Linked DNA regions of Sus scrofa: region 1 is linked to region 2. A link is a contact called in public HiChIP or PLAC-seq data. All regions are on one chromosome and are shown on one strand. The core of a region is the stretch at or near the end of the contact, and the rest is flanking DNA. Distances in the headings are between cores, read along the strand shown. Region 1 holds the start of MRPL38 (39S ribosomal protein L38, mitochondrial). Region 2 holds the start of EXOC7 (exocyst complex component 7).

The links. HiChIP or PLAC-seq counts read pairs in DNA pulled down with a chosen protein or histone mark.
Region 1: a contact with region 2 is called in an H3K27ac HiChIP or PLAC-seq map of alveolar macrophages. The contact joins the promoter of MRPL38 here to the promoter of EXOC7 in region 2. A contact is called at or near these places in 1 of 5 promoter capture datasets (fetal liver), 2 of 47 Hi-C or Micro-C datasets (epiblast stem cells and liver) and 2 of 2 datasets of contacts at active chromatin or transcription factors (alveolar macrophages and skeletal muscle).

Annotation. Positions count from the first base shown.
Region 1 is chr12:5,512,100-5,516,638 of Sscrofa11.1, forward strand. It overlaps MRPL38 (39S ribosomal protein L38, mitochondrial), which reads left to right and starts at 2,321. Exons shown (of 9, transcript XM_003131188.4): 1 at 2,321-2,591; 2 at 2,708-2,887. The coding sequence starts at 2,525.
Region 2 is chr12:5,328,805-5,333,109 of Sscrofa11.1, forward strand. It overlaps EXOC7 (exocyst complex component 7), which reads left to right and starts at 2,691. Exons shown (of 20, transcript XM_003357964.4): 1 at 2,691-2,848; 2 at 3,039-3,104. The coding sequence starts at 2,789.

The sequences.
Region 1 (4,539 bases), core at 1,071-3,570, 180 kb after region 2:
GGGTGGGTTTAGAGGCAAGTAGTAGAGGATCCAGAAACAAAGGGAAAAGATCAAACAGCAAAGGAGGCCAGATGTAAACACCCTCAGAATATTAAAAGGACAAGCGTCCCTGTGTGCCTCCCAGCCTGAGTGTGCACACAATCCCGATCTGCTCACAACTTGCGGCTCTGCTGTCCGTTCAGCAGGATTTCACGAAATAATAAGCCATGACTCTTGAGGGGCAGGATGGGGTCTTATTGACCTTAACATCTAGTAGATGTGCACTGATGGGTGACGTGGCAGTGAGTTGAGCTGTTTGGCTGCTGTTCATGAAAGCCAAATTCAAGTTGGGGCCACTTGCTGCTGGATGAAGAGACCCCTCACACCATTCCAGTGTTAATATGAGGACCAAGCTTCTGCTAGCACCAGAGCATCGAGACAGGTCACCACCCTGGTTGGGACATCAGGAAAGGCTTCCTGAAAGGACCACTGCTCGGACTCTGGGAGGTGGCCAGGCAACGGGGAAAGGTTAGGAGTGGCAGGCAGAAGGGAGAGCATGTGCAAAGGTCCTGTGCCAGAGAGAGAGAAGTGCTGAAGAAGTGAAAAGTGAAATCGAGTTTATGATTCATTTCTCTATCCAAAACTTTATTCCCTTTCATGTACCCTCTGGCCTCAATCCTGGGCTAACTGAACACATTATCAACCTGAGTCCAATGGCCGAAACTGCTGCTGTTGATAACATCACCAAAGCACTAAAGTTGCTATGATAGATAGCACTGTGTAAACTCAGTTGTTTTTCCAGGGCAAGATGACCTAACAGATCCCCGAACCATTGACCACCTGTCCAAAGATCCCTAAACCAGAGACAAATGATTCCCCAAACTGCAGGTCACAAGGCAATGATTAACCCCAGCTTCTTTGTTCGTCCCTTAAAAAAAATTTAAAAAAAAACGCAGTTCTCGATGGTAACAAACCCAACTAGAATCCACGAGAACATGGGTTAAATCCCTGGCCTTGTTCAGGGGGTTAAGGATCTGCGTTGCTGTGGCTGTGGTATAGGCTACCAGCTGTAGCTCTGATCTGACCCCTAGCCTGGGAACCTCCATATGCCCCTGGTGCAGCCCTAAAAAACAATAATAACTCAAAGCAAGGTGAGGGAGTTCCCTAGTAGTTAGGACTTGGCACTTCCATGGCTATGGCCCGGGTTCCATCCCTGGTTTGGGAACTGAGATCCCACATCAAGCTGCTGCACATGGTGGTCAAAAAAAAAAAAAGTTAAAGTGAATCTGAGGCTTGTCTTCCACTCCCTTGCTCGGTGTGACAATACTTTTACCTTGTTGCAAACCCACCATCAGAGTTTGGCTTTTGGCACCTTGGGCACATGAGCCCTTGCCTGCTTACAAAGAATTGGGTTGAGTTCCAGGACAGAGGGGCCAGAGCAGAAGTGGGGCCAGATCACCTGGGGTATCAAGTTTTATCTTGTTAGAACTGGATCAGGAGAGCCATGCAGCTCTGAAACGATTTAGGCAGAAACACTGTCTTGACCAGGTCACTTCTGTGTGGATGATAGAAACGCAGGATCCAAGCCACATCTGTGACCTATACCACAGCTCGCGGCAATGCCGGATCCTTAATCCACTGAGCGAGGCCAGGGATTGAACCCACAACCTCGTGGTTCCTGGTCAGATTTGTTTCCGCTGGGCCACGACAGGAACTCCTCTTTCTTTTCTTTTTAAGGCCACACCTGTGGCATACGGGTTTCCCCGAGAGGGGATAGAATAGGAGCTTCAACTGCCAGCCTACACCACAGCCACAGCCACACCACCAGCCCCATCTGGGACCTAAGCCTCTGCAGCACGTGGCAAGGCCGGATCCTTAACCCACTGAGTGAGGCCAGGGTTTGAACCCACATCCTCATGGATACTAGTAGGGTTCTTAACCCACTAAGCCACAATGGGAACTCCCCATCTACCCCCTTTAAACCACACTAGGAGGGAAACACTGTTAGCACTCGCATTTTTTTTCCAAACGAGGTCACACACAATCTGGGATTTGAACCCAAGCAGGCGGACTCCTGAATGCATCCTCGCACCTCCTCCTGCCTGTGCTGCCACACCAACTGGGAGCTCAGGATGCCGCCGCCTTTAAGGATGGGTGACCCTTATGAGCAGGACCCAGGGCCCCACAGAGCGCCAACCTCTCGAGTGGAGGCGGAAGCCCGCCGACGGCCCCAAGTCTGTACCTCCCCCTGGTGGCAGGCTGCGAGCCGGGGGCCCACACCGCTCGCAGCTCCGCCCCGCCGCCCACCGGGCACTTCCGGAGGCCGCCCGCCCTGGGCGACGGCCAGCTCTGGCCTGGAGGCAGGAGCTCGTGGATTCCGGGAAGGTCTTGGGGCTTGAGTGGGGGCGGGGCTTTAGGGCTCGGGGCGGGGCTTTAGGGCTCGGGGCGGGGCCTGCGCCGTGCGCTCAGGCGCGGCTCCGGCCACCTCTGCCGGGTCCTGCGGGCGGCGGCGGCGGCGGCGGCGGCGGCGGCGGCCTGAGCGAAGATGGCGGCGCCCTGGTGGCGAGCCGCGCTGTGCGCAAGTCGGCGGTGGCGGGGCTTCAGCACCTCAGGTGAGGGCTCTTGCAGGTCCCCGAAGAGCTGAACCCTGGGGCTTGAGCCCGCGTTCGCCTCCCGCCTCCGCGAGGCCGGCCCGGAGCCTGCCTGACGTCCCGCTCTCTGTCCGCAGCCGCCCTGAGCCGCCGGGCCGCTCCGCTGGGGCCGATGCCCAACGAGGACATCGATGTGAGCGACCTAGAGCGACTGAAGAAGTACCGCAGCTTCGACCGCTACCGGCGCCGGGCGGAGCAGGAGGCGCGGAAGCCGCATTGGTGGCGGACCTACCGGGAGCATTTCGGGGAGGAGTCAGGTGCGGGGAGGAGCTGGGCTGTGACCCCGCCTTCCGGGGACTCGGGGGAGGGGGCCTGCCCGCATTCCCGTCCGCACTGGGGTGGTTTAGTCCCTCCAGGATTTTTCACACCCTCTGGTCCTTGTATCTGGAAAATTCCCTTCCGTCAGAATGTGAGAGTTCCCCTTAGATATTTCTACTCCTAAAATGCTTTCCTGAGCAGCCCCCTCACCCCCCCACCCATTCCAGATTAGAGTGCCCTTCTGTGCACTCTTCGTGTAGTCCCGGCCACACATGACCGCCATGGATCTTGCACGCGCACAGTGCTTGGCACGTAGGTGTGCAATACTTTGCTGAATTAAACTAAAAGCCCTGGGCAAAATGACCCAGGATTCCTGCCTTTGAGGGACCTACACTTAGTGAGTGCATCCTTTTAGAAGGCATTTATGGGAGTTCCCCTTGTGGCCCAGGGGTAACGAACCCGACTAGTGTCCATGAAGACGCGGGTTCCATCCCTGGCCTCGCTCAGTGGGTAGGATCTGGTGTTGCTGTGAGCCGTGGTGTAGGCTGCAGCTGTAGCTCTGACTAGACCCCTAGCCTGGGAACTTGCATATGCCCTGGATTCAGTCCTACTGAAAAAAAAGCTAGGCATTTATGGGTGGAGTTTTAATGGTGTGGTTAAGGGCACACACATGGAATCTACAAAGTTGTTAAACAAAAATCAGCCTCTTGGGAGTGACTTTCCTGAGGCTGAATTTCCTCAGTTTACAATTTTAATAAAATGAATGATTATGCTGGAGTTCCCGCCTTGGTGCAGTGGGTTAAGAATCCGACAGCAGGAGTTCCCGTCGTGGCGCAGTGGTTAACGAATCCGACTAGGAACCATGAGGTTGCGGGTTCGATCCCTGCCCTTGCTCAGTGAGTTAACGATCCGGTGTTGCCGTGAGCTGTGGTGTAGGTTGCAGATGCGGCTCGGATCCCGAGTTGCTGTGGCTCTGGCGTAGGCCGGTGGCTACAGCTCCGATTCAATCCCTAGCCTGGGAACCTCCATATGCCGCTGGAGCGGCCCAAAGAAATAGCAAAAAGACAAAAAAAAAAAAGGTTAAGAATCCGACAGCAGCTGCTCAGGTTGCTGCTGAAGAACAGGTTCAATCCCTGGTCGCAGTGGGTTGAAGGCTCCAGCTGTTGGCTGGGATTCAGTCCCTGATTCAGGAACTTCCATATGCCGCTGGTTTGGCCTTAAAATAAAAAAACTTATATCTGTATATCTATATGACTGTGTGTCACAGATTTGCTGTGAGGATGAAAGGAAGCAGTTCATTGGAATTCTTAGACTAACGTCATTCTTGTTGAGAGTTCAATGTATGTTTCTTATTGTCTTTGTCTAATGTAAATGGGAAAACGTGTTGGATTGAAAGTTTTCTAGGGCCTTGTTATTCAGAGTGTGTTCTGAGACCAGCAGCATGGGCAGTACCTGGGAGCTTGGGAGAAATGCAGAGTCTCAAGCCCCATGCTCACCTGCTGATTCAGAATTTGATTATTTTGGTTTTTTTTTTTTTTTTTTTTTTGCTTTTTAGGGCCGCACCCACAGCATATGGAGGGTCCCAAGCTAGGGGTTCAATTGGAGCTACAGCTGCCAGCCTACACCACAGCCACAGCAACATCAGATGCAA
Region 2 (4,305 bases), core at 1,441-3,940:
AGCAGAGCGGCTCGGTTGCCTCCAGAGGTACAGCTGACCTCTTTCCCCCGCTTCCCCTTCCAGGATGTGTACCCAACTAGCTTTTCTCACCCCTTTGGTTCTCCCTCCAGGCCCCTGCTCCCCCCTTTCCCTCCTGGGTCCAGCTGTCACGAACTTATTTATGGGCTCATCACAGATTTGGGGGGCGTTCTTTTTGTGTCCAGCCAAGACTGGGTGCTGGAGGCAGCCCTTTAGAAGGCTGGCCCGAGGTCTCCTTGTCACCCAGCCTTCCTCTCCTTTTGTCACTCAGCTGCTTCATGCCTGCCTTTGATCTGTCCTCAGCAGGCCTCCTTTGTCCTGGCCGCTCCTGGCTCCCCCTTTCGCCTGTGGGGTCCTTTTTCTTAGCAGTGGCCACTTCACAGGCTCTGCCGGAAGGGCTCGGGTCCAGCCTTCCAGCCCCCCCTCTCCAAGGTCACACTTTGCCTCCATCCCTCCAGCAGGGATGGATCCCTAAGTGATGTCCCAGCCTCTTTGAGGACTTTAATTCAAAGCAGTGTGAAAATAAATTTACAGCTCACTTGAAAAAGAAACAAAATTAGAGTATCTAGGAAGTTGTTTGTTTATTTTGAGAAAAAAAAAAAAGGGCCAAGGAAGAATATCTCCAACAAATATTAAAATAAATATAATTAAGTCATAAAGCTATATGGCCTTAATTGGTTTGGTACTGGTGCTGAATTAGGTAAAAACAGTTCATTTGAACAGAATATACCGTAAATACTTATGGGGACTTATTTATGATACAGGTAGCATTTAAACTAGTGGTTGACTAATTATTGAAGAAATGATATTGGGACAATTGGGTGTCCACCCAAGAAAAAAAATGCAGATGGCTCCATGTTGTAAACATTAAAAGAAAAGAAAAGCAGGAGGAGGATCTTATAATTTTTCTTCTTTAGCTTGTTCATGTGATGGATTATCTTAGTTTATTTTCAAATGTTGAACCAGCCTTACACACTTGAAATAAATCCCATGTAGTCATGATGTATACTTTATTTTTATACATGTTGGATTCTATTTGCTAACATTTTGAGTATTTTTGCATTTGTATTCATGAGAGATATTGGATTATAGTTTTTCTTTCTTATAATGGAACTAGGAAGTTACCAAACTAAAGAACAGTGTGTGAGGAGTTCCCATCGTGGCTCAGTGGAAACGGATCCGACTAGCATCCATGAAGACGCAAATTCAATCCCTGGCCTCGATCAGTGGGTTAAGGATCTGGCATTGCCGTGAGCTGTGGTGTAGTCGCAGATGAGGCTGGGATCCTGCGTTGCTGTGGCTGTGATGTAGGCCAGCAGCTGTAGCTCTGATTGGACCCCTAGCCTGGGAACCTCCATATGCTACAGGTGCAGGGGCCGCCCCCCCAAAAAAAAACAGGCTGTGAAGGGAGCAAGCTCTTGCTTCCTCCCTATCCCCCACCCCCCAGAAAGAGCATCCCTGAGAGTTGGGCAGTTGGGGCCTCTAGGCGACCCTCACATTTGTGCTCTGAACAAGTTTGGGAATGAAAGCCAAGCAACCGAGGCTGCAGCTGAAACACCGCTTTCTCCTTTGGCTGAAGCAGCTTGTGCTGAGTATAGTTAGGGAATCACAGCTTTTACCAAATCAGTGTCCACTGCCAACAGCATGTGCCTGACATTGGGCTGGGAATCACCGAAACTGGTCTTTTCATTCTTTTATTTATTTATTTAATTTTTCTTCTTTTGGTCTTTTTAGGGCCGCACCCACAGTATATGGAGGTTCCCAGGCTCGGGGTCGGGGACAGAGTGCTCACCCATGGCCCCAACAGCATCTGAAACCATAATCCTGACTTGTGAGCCACCCAGCCCGGCCAGGGTGTCTGCTTTGGAGAGGGCTGTGTGGTTTTACTGGCGGGGTTGGTGAGGACCAGGCTGTGGGTAGAGAACTATAAGTCTGCAAACAGTGCAAGGCGAAGCCTGAGAGATCTGAGACCTGTCTAAGGGCTTGGGGCCCAGGGTGGTGGTGTCCTTAGGGAGAGACTGAGGCATGCATGCATTCAGACACACGGGGAGCATTTCTCACGGGCCTTGGAGGAAATCAGAAAGCCTTGGTTCCTGCGGCTGCCGGAATGTCTCAACTCCTTGGCGGGGTCTCCTCTAAATACAGCTTGGGGGCGTGGCCGGGGGTGGGGTTGGGAGAGGGTAGGGGACTGGTTCAAGGTTACTGCAGGTACGTATGCTCTGGATCCACTGCAAAACCTAGTTACTTGCACACTGGGCCTGTTCCGTGAGCTTTTAGGGCCAAAGAGGGACACTACACAGGTCCTTGGTTCATTAAATGGGCACAATTGGGTATCTAGTGTGTGACAAGCTCTGTGCTGCGTTTTGTGGGAAAGGCGACATTGGTGCCTGGATTCAGACTTCGATCTGGAGAAAGGAGTTCGTCATTGATTTTGTGAAAGGCGTAAACCTTCCCCCGAAGACGGCCAAGTGAGCTGTTACTGTTCTGCCAGCGACAGGACAAAACACCACCCAAGAACCTTCTCTGATGAGAACAGCAATCCCTTCACCTAGGAGAATCCAGGCCACACCTCCCTGCCACACTCAAGATGGCCACTCCAGACCGCTGTACTGAGTTCTACGCAGGCGCACTTCCACCTGCCACTCCCAATATGGCACCACTAGCGCGCCCCGGGGCGGGGCCACGGGCGGAAGTAGGTGTGACAGGAACGGGAGCCGAGAGGGTCAGCTGGGACGAGGTACTGGGCAGTGGGAGTCGCAGAGTCGAAGCCATGATCCCCCCGCAGGAGGCGTCCGCCCGGCGGCGGGAGATCGAGGACAAGCTGAAGCAGGTGGGGCTGGCACTGGGAGGCGGGGGAGGGGAAGGGGCCGAGATCCGGGCCAGGCATCCACTCAGGGAGGCGTCAGGAGTGGGAAGGGGACACTCCCTGCCAGGAGACTGAGTAGGGGGCGAGACCACGGGAGCGGTGAGCTCCTTTAGCCTCCGGCTTCTGGTGATGTCCTCCTTTGCGCTCCCCCCAGGAGGAGGAGACGCTGTCCTTCATCCGAGACAGTCTGGAGAAGAGCGACCAGCTCACCAAGAACATGGTGAGTAACCCCTCCTCAGCTGGGGGGGCTTCCAGGCGCTGGAGGAGACCCTGCGACCCGGTCGTGCCTGGACCTAAGGGCTGGGGTTCTGGTCTGGGTAGTGACAGCCGTGACGCGTGGGTTTCTCCCGCAGCAGTGTGGCACGTCTCTTACCCCTTGTCAGCCCCTTGGCCTCAGATGCTGCAGTCCCCGCTGGCCTGGACTTTCTGATCTCTGCCTAAGTTCTCCATGCTTCCTTCTCTCCTCTGCAAACACTTAGTGAGACTGACCTAAGTGGGTTGGATGCTGGCCATGTGTCACCCTCAATTCAAGTGAGGGTAGGATGGCCAGGTTACCACTTCTTTTTTTTTTTTTTTGTCTTTTGTCTTTTTGTTTTTGTTGTTGTTGTTGTTATTGTTGCTATTTCTTGGGCCGCTCCCGCGGCATATGGAGGTTCCCAGGCTAGGGGTCCAATCGCAGCTGTAGCCACCGGCCTACGCCAGAGCCACAGCAACGCGGGATCCGAGCCGCGTCTGCAACCTACACCACAGCTCACGGCAACGCCGGATCGTTAACCCACTGAGCAAGGGCAGGGACCGAACCCGCAACCTCCTGGTTCTTAGTCGGATTCGTTAACCACTGCGCCACGACGGGAACTCCATTTTTTTTTTTTTTTAACGCAGTGAATTTTATTACGTTTATAGTTGTACAACGATCATCACAACCAAATTTTATAGCATTTCCATCCCAAACCCCCAGCCCATCCCTCCACCCCCAACCTGTCTCCTTTGGCAACCGTAAGTTTTTCCAAGTCTGCGAGTCAGCATCTGTTCTGCAAAGAAGTTCATTGTGTGCTTTTTTTAGATTCCACACATAAGTGAGAGCATTTGATGTGGGTGTCTCACTGTCTGACTCACTTCACGTAGCATGATCATTTCTAGGTCCATCCATGTTGTTGCAAATGCCGTTCTTTCTTTCCTTTTAACGGCTGAGTAATATTCCATGGTGTATATGTACCACATCTTCGTTATCCACTCCTCTGTCCATGGACATTTAGGTTGTTTCCATGTCTTGGTTATTGTGTATAGTGCTGCAGTGCACATTGGAGTACAAGTATCTTTTCGAGTCATGGTTTTCTCTGGATAGATGCCCAGGAGTGGCAGGTTACCCCTTCTGAGATTACTGACTCACCTTTCACTCCAGAGGGCTTGAGGGGTAAAAT